Linked DNA regions of Mus musculus: region 2 is linked to region 1. The links are chromatin contacts, called in public promoter capture Hi-C maps. All regions are on one chromosome and are shown on one strand. The core of a region is the stretch at or near the end of the contact, and the rest is flanking DNA. Distances in the headings are between cores, read along the strand shown.

Region 1 (2,703 bases), core at 21-2,520:
CTGGGTTCTATAAGAAAGCAGGCTGAGCAAGCCACAAAGAGCAAGCCAATAAGCAGTACCTGCGCATGGCCTACCTCAGCTCCTGCATCTAGGTGTCTGTCCTGCTTGAGAGTTCCTGTCCTGATTTTGATGAGGAACTGTGATATGAAATCATTAGCTGAATAAATCCTTTCTTCTCCAACTTGCCTTTGGTCATAGTGTTTCAGCATAGCAATAGCAACCCTAACTACGACAGAATCCCAATGAAAACTTTGCTATTTGTCTCTAAAAACACAAACCAGCCTCACTACTACAACATCTCAGGAAAGACATGGCTATCCACGAGTTCCAGGGGAAACCCTAGGAGAAACAAACAAACACACACAATAACATGAACTTACACTTGGCCAGCAAGGCACCCGATCAAAGAACTTCCCTGAGTATATGGGCCTGATGTTCCCTGGAGGCTCCACTCCGGGTTCGGTGCTGCCGGGCTCCTTTTTCTCTTCCGGTTGTTGGGCAAATGGACATTCAGAAGGTTCTCTTACTAAACCTATTAGAGGCTCTGTATTCTTGGCTTCATCTGATTCCTGAGTTTGTGGCAACCCGATGTCTACCTCCTTAGGGGGCATCTCTGGGTAGGGGTTCATCACGACACAGGTGGGTTCTTTTTCCGGTTCTTTTCTCAGTTCCAAACCTACAACAGGTTGCTTTTCCACTACAGCATCCGTCCAAGCAGAACCCCAGGCTAAAGGCCTCCTTCTGCTCTCTGCCGCCAGCGGACTTGCATGTACTGTGCTGAAAGGAGGGTGTAGTGTCCCTCCGTAGCGAAGGCGAGGCGGAAGGCCCTTGTTTTCTGGCCCCACTCTTCCTGGTAACACACCCAGAGGTTTTGATCCCTGGAAGGCAGAGCCTTTGTGAAGTCCTAAATTACCCATCTCTGTGGGTGTCCCAGAAATAGTATGTCTTTCTAATCCTACTCCAAGAGCATGGCAAGGTGGCGATTTTGCTTCTGATGATCCCATCCTCTCTCTCCATTTTCGATCTTGTTCTAGTCTCAAGTCAAACCCCAGCTCCGTGGGAGATTTTGACCCCCTAAGTACCCTGTCTCTTATATCGTCCTTTTGCTCTGGGGTGAGTCCAAGTTCCGAGATTTCAGGTGCTCTCGTCCTTCTCAGGGAACTCATCTCTAACGGAGAAGCTGAAGTTTGCAAAGGTTTGGGGGACCCCACTCTCACAAACGAACACATACTCCCAGTACTCCGTGCAGACTACTTCCTGCCTAGGACACTGGATGGAGTCTGTTTATTCCGTTACCTGGGAAACAGACTTGGGGCGGGGCTTGGCGAGCAATTCTTCTCTGTAACCCGCCCCGCCCATCTTTCTTTCTTGGTCGTGCTGTTGGCTTCTCCTTTTCTTTCCCAGAATCCCAGTTTCTGTTTCGTGCTCCTTCACTATCTCTGTTTCTCCTCTCTGTCTCCGCTCCCCCGCCCCCCCCCCGTGCCTCTCTCTCTCTCTCTCTCTCTCTCTCTCTCTCTCTCAATATTATTTTCATTTATGTGTATGCGAGTGTGTGTGTGTGCAAAAGTTACAAAAGCCAGATAGTCGCGGGCCCTGGAGAAAGCTTTCAAAGGCTGAGCCATCTCCCTAGCATCAGTCTGTGTTCACCCCGAATCCCCAACTTCTCCCTCGCACATTCAGGTGGATACTAAACCTGATGTTTGCCAAGTTCTCTTCCGTTTCCCAAGTTATACACTCCTATTTTGAGCTTTAGTAAACCATGGTGCAGTTGCAGAACTCAGGAGGTTGAAGCAGGAGGATAGCCATGAGTTCAATGTCAGCCTAAGGCAAAAGAAACTCGGAAAGAGAAAGGGAAGGAGATATAGATACACATGGCTATCAGCTTCTTTACTGGTGATCTGACTGAAAATCATCTTGCAGTGATTGTTCCTCCTAGGTCTTTCCTTTCCCACAAGTCTCTCCAGTGCTTGGAGTTATCTTAATGCTAAAGGATCTGGAATGCACAGAGCCTATAATCTCAGTGCTCAGAGTCAGAGAGGCAAGAGGATCACTGTGAGTTCCAGGCTAGCCTGGTCTACAAAGGTGCTCTAGACTAGCAACGGCTACTTAGTTAGACCCTCTATCGGAATCACCACCCTCACCCACCCACCCACCGCTCAAAAAACAATCACACATAAGCACCCATGCTCCCTCCCCTACCGTTGAAATTGGGCATCAATCCAGAACCTCAGGGGTGCCAGGTGATCTCTCTTCTACTGAGGTAAATCTCTACTGAGGTAAATCTCTACTGAGGTAAATCTCTACTGAGGTAAATCTCTACTGAGGTAAATCTCCAGCTCTAAAGAATGACTTGAAGGGTCAGGGAGATCGCTCAGTGGATAAAAGCTCCACAAACCTGACACCCTCAGTTCAGACACCAAGGCTCATATACTGACTCCCTTGTCAGAGTTCTCTGATCTCCACATGAGCCCAGTGGCAACCCTAGCCCTAACCCCAAGTAAATTGAAATGTAATTAAAAAAGGGGAGCTCAAGGAGGGGGAACCGGGAAGGGGGCAACTTATGGAATGTGCCTTAACCAGGGTTTCTATTCCTGCACAAACATCATGACCAAGAATTAAGCTGGGGAGGAAAGGATTTATTCAGCTTACACTTTCCACATTGCTGTTGACCACCAAAAGAAGTCAGGTCTGGAACTCAAGCAG
Region 2 (2,700 bases), core at 124-2,623, 3.8 Mb after region 1:
GGGAGACAGAGGTTGGCAGATCTCTGAGTCTGTGGCCAGCCTGGTCTACACAGAGTTCCTGGCTATCTGGGGCTACATAGTGAGGCCATATCTTTTTTTTTTTTTTTTTTTTTTTTAAAGGACATGAGATTGGGAGGAGTTTGGGAAGGTGGGAATGGATTTTGGAGGAGTTAGGGGGAGAAGCGTGTATGATTAAAATGCATTATATACATGCATATATGTTACATATATACTGGCTGGCTAATTTCTGATCCTCCTGCCTAAGCCAGCAGGGACACTAAGATGACAAATCTGTACCCTCAAACCCAGACTGCATGAGACACTGTATTCATTCTTAGGTGACAGGTGGGGAAGGCTATGAGACTGGCCACAGATCACACCGGTGAGGGACAGAGCTAAGACAGAATCCCAGAACTTGCACACTGAGTCCTCCCATGAGCCCCCTCACCTTTGGCAACTTCTTTTCTGTCTCCTGGAGGCTGAGTCGCAGTAAGCTCAGCTCTACTTCCAGGGAACCATTGGTGTAGAATCCGAAGCTGTTCAGTTGGATGTCAGCTCGCTTCTCCCCCTGCAGGAAACCAAAGACACAGTGGCACAAGGGCACTCTCCCCACCAAGTCCAGCACGACGGCGTGTTTCCCTGAGCGTCTCTATACATTTTTATTCAGGACAGGAGCATGTGAGAAAGCCTTCCTGGGTACATCGTATTGGTGCTGGTGACATTTTCCTACTTCAGTCCGAGGCAGCTAGAGGGTGGGGTTGTGTGTCCATGGGGTGAAACCCTGGCAACCCCATGACAGTCCCCATATAGACGTGCACCACCCCGAGAGCGGGCTACATAGGCTGGTGTGACTAGTTTCGACTTTCCAGAAAAGTTTTCGATTCTATCTGGGCTAAATTTTGAAAGTAGTCTCCTGTCACTCCCCTAAGTGAATTCCAGGAAGATCCTACCAGGTGGTACCCCTTCCTCCCAGGTCCTATGGTTGTTACCAAGTGTTCCCTGAAAGTTTAAGCGCCAGGAGTCAGGGGTCCCAGGAGATGAAGCCCCGCCCTCTAAGCCAGGCCAACCCATTACGAGCACCGGGCGGGGAGACCCCGGGACGAGACCACTAGCGGCCTGCAGTGGGGGGTGCGGCTGCTCCATCCACCGGCGGAGCTATGGGGGGAGACAACGAGGCCAAGCCTGCGGGGCTCACTGTGAGAGTCAGCCGGTGGATACGGCCTGAGCAGCCGCTCAGCGTCAGCACCAGCAGCGACAAGTATCCCCATCGGCACTGCGTTGGGCTCTCGCCGCTGAGCCCCCTCCTCTCGCTCACTGCCATCTCTGGGGCTGCGACTGCCCCCCGAACACAGCCTCTGACGCCTGATAAGGCCTACCCACTTTTCAGCCAATAGTCGCACGACGTGGTCTAGTCACCCAATTAGCAACTGAGATTCTTTTGATTGTCAGAAGGCCTCCCAAATGGGCGTGCTTATCCTTTTCAGCCCCGGCTTTCATACTCTCCAATCGCTAAACAGATTGTCCCGGATGTAGTTTGAGGAACAGGACGATTCACCAATGATCCAGGAACCCATATCCGTCCCTTAAAGCGGAATTCCTTCAGCAACTCTTAACGGTCCAAGACTACATTACCCAGAATATAGAGGGAGCAGATCCGTGCAACGAAGCATGCATAAACTACATTTCCCAGTATTCCCAAGGACGCACTTCCTCTCCCACCCCTCACTTCCCCGATACCCTGCTCCCGGCCAGAAGTGGAGACTTAGTCAACGTACGCGTCTATGAGCTTACCTTGTTTCAACTTTGCTGGGCCACCGAAAAGCCTAAAATTCTTCGCACTATGCTGATCTCTAATCCTCGGCTGAATGCCGCTGTAGGTCCTACCTGAAGACTCCGCCCTAGGCGTAACCTTGCAGCAGCTGAGTTCCCTACTTCAAACTGAAACATAGGCTCCTCAATTCCTACTGAGTCCTCAGATCTGGAAGAGTCCCAGCTGCTGGATCCTAGTTGTAGCTTGCAACTCTTAATTAGATTGCTGACCCTGGCGCGAAGCTTCCCACCGTAGTGTGATACCTTTTTCGTCACTGGGACTCTGAGTCCTTCTCCACCCTCCTCCACCATCCCTCTACCCCACTTTACATCTCAGAGCTTAGCCCACAAGCCACCAGCAGGTGGGGCCAAGGCCTATTGGAGCCTCAGTTCCAGCACTGGCTCCAGGGCGTCTTTCCTCAGAAGTCTAGACTGCTCTTCTAGCTGCAACACAATGGTGTTTTGACACTTGCGTAGCGGCGGAGAAAGCACCTACAGCCAGGGAGAGTGGGGTGGGAGCCAACAGGGCCTCTTCCCTTTTATCCGGGAGCCTTAAGGGGGTTTACAAGGCGTGAAAGGACTTTTATGATTGGGAGGACCCGAAATCCTAAGCCCCAGGGTCCCAGAATCTAGAGGCAGTTCTGATTTGGGCCTTACATACTGAATGAGGCTGGAAAATGTGTAGTCAAGTGCAAGTGCGCGGTGCTGTGCGTGCATGCGTGTGTGTGTGTGTGTGTGTGAGTGTGTGCCTAGCCCAGAACGGTGCCCAAAGGACAACCTGTCCTCTGTTTCTCAGAGGAGACTCTGGCGGGAAGGAAGAGAAGTCAGGATGCGGTGGTGTTGGGGGGTGCTAATGGACCTGGCCTTGGCTGGATGTGCATCCTGGGCAAG

The links. Promoter capture Hi-C pulls out the DNA fragments that hold promoters and counts their contacts.
Region 2: a promoter capture Hi-C map of cranial neural crest shows a contact between it and region 1. The contact joins the promoter of Gpr108 here to the promoter of Efhb in region 1. A contact is called at or near these places in 1 of 39 promoter capture datasets (cranial neural crest) and 1 of 484 Hi-C or Micro-C datasets (uterus).

The regions. Positions count from the first base shown.
Region 1 is chr17:53,462,051-53,464,753 of GRCm38.p6, forward strand. Efhb (EF hand domain family, member B) reads right to left here and starts at 1,271. Exons shown (of 13, transcript NM_172497.3): 1 at 381-1,271. The coding sequence starts at 1,229.
Region 2 is chr17:57,246,316-57,249,015 of GRCm38.p6, forward strand. Gpr108 (G protein-coupled receptor 108) reads right to left here and starts at 1,374. Exons shown (of 17, transcript NM_030084.4): 1 at 1,196-1,374; 2 at 449-568. The coding sequence starts at 1,321. It also overlaps a transcript of Trip10 not described here.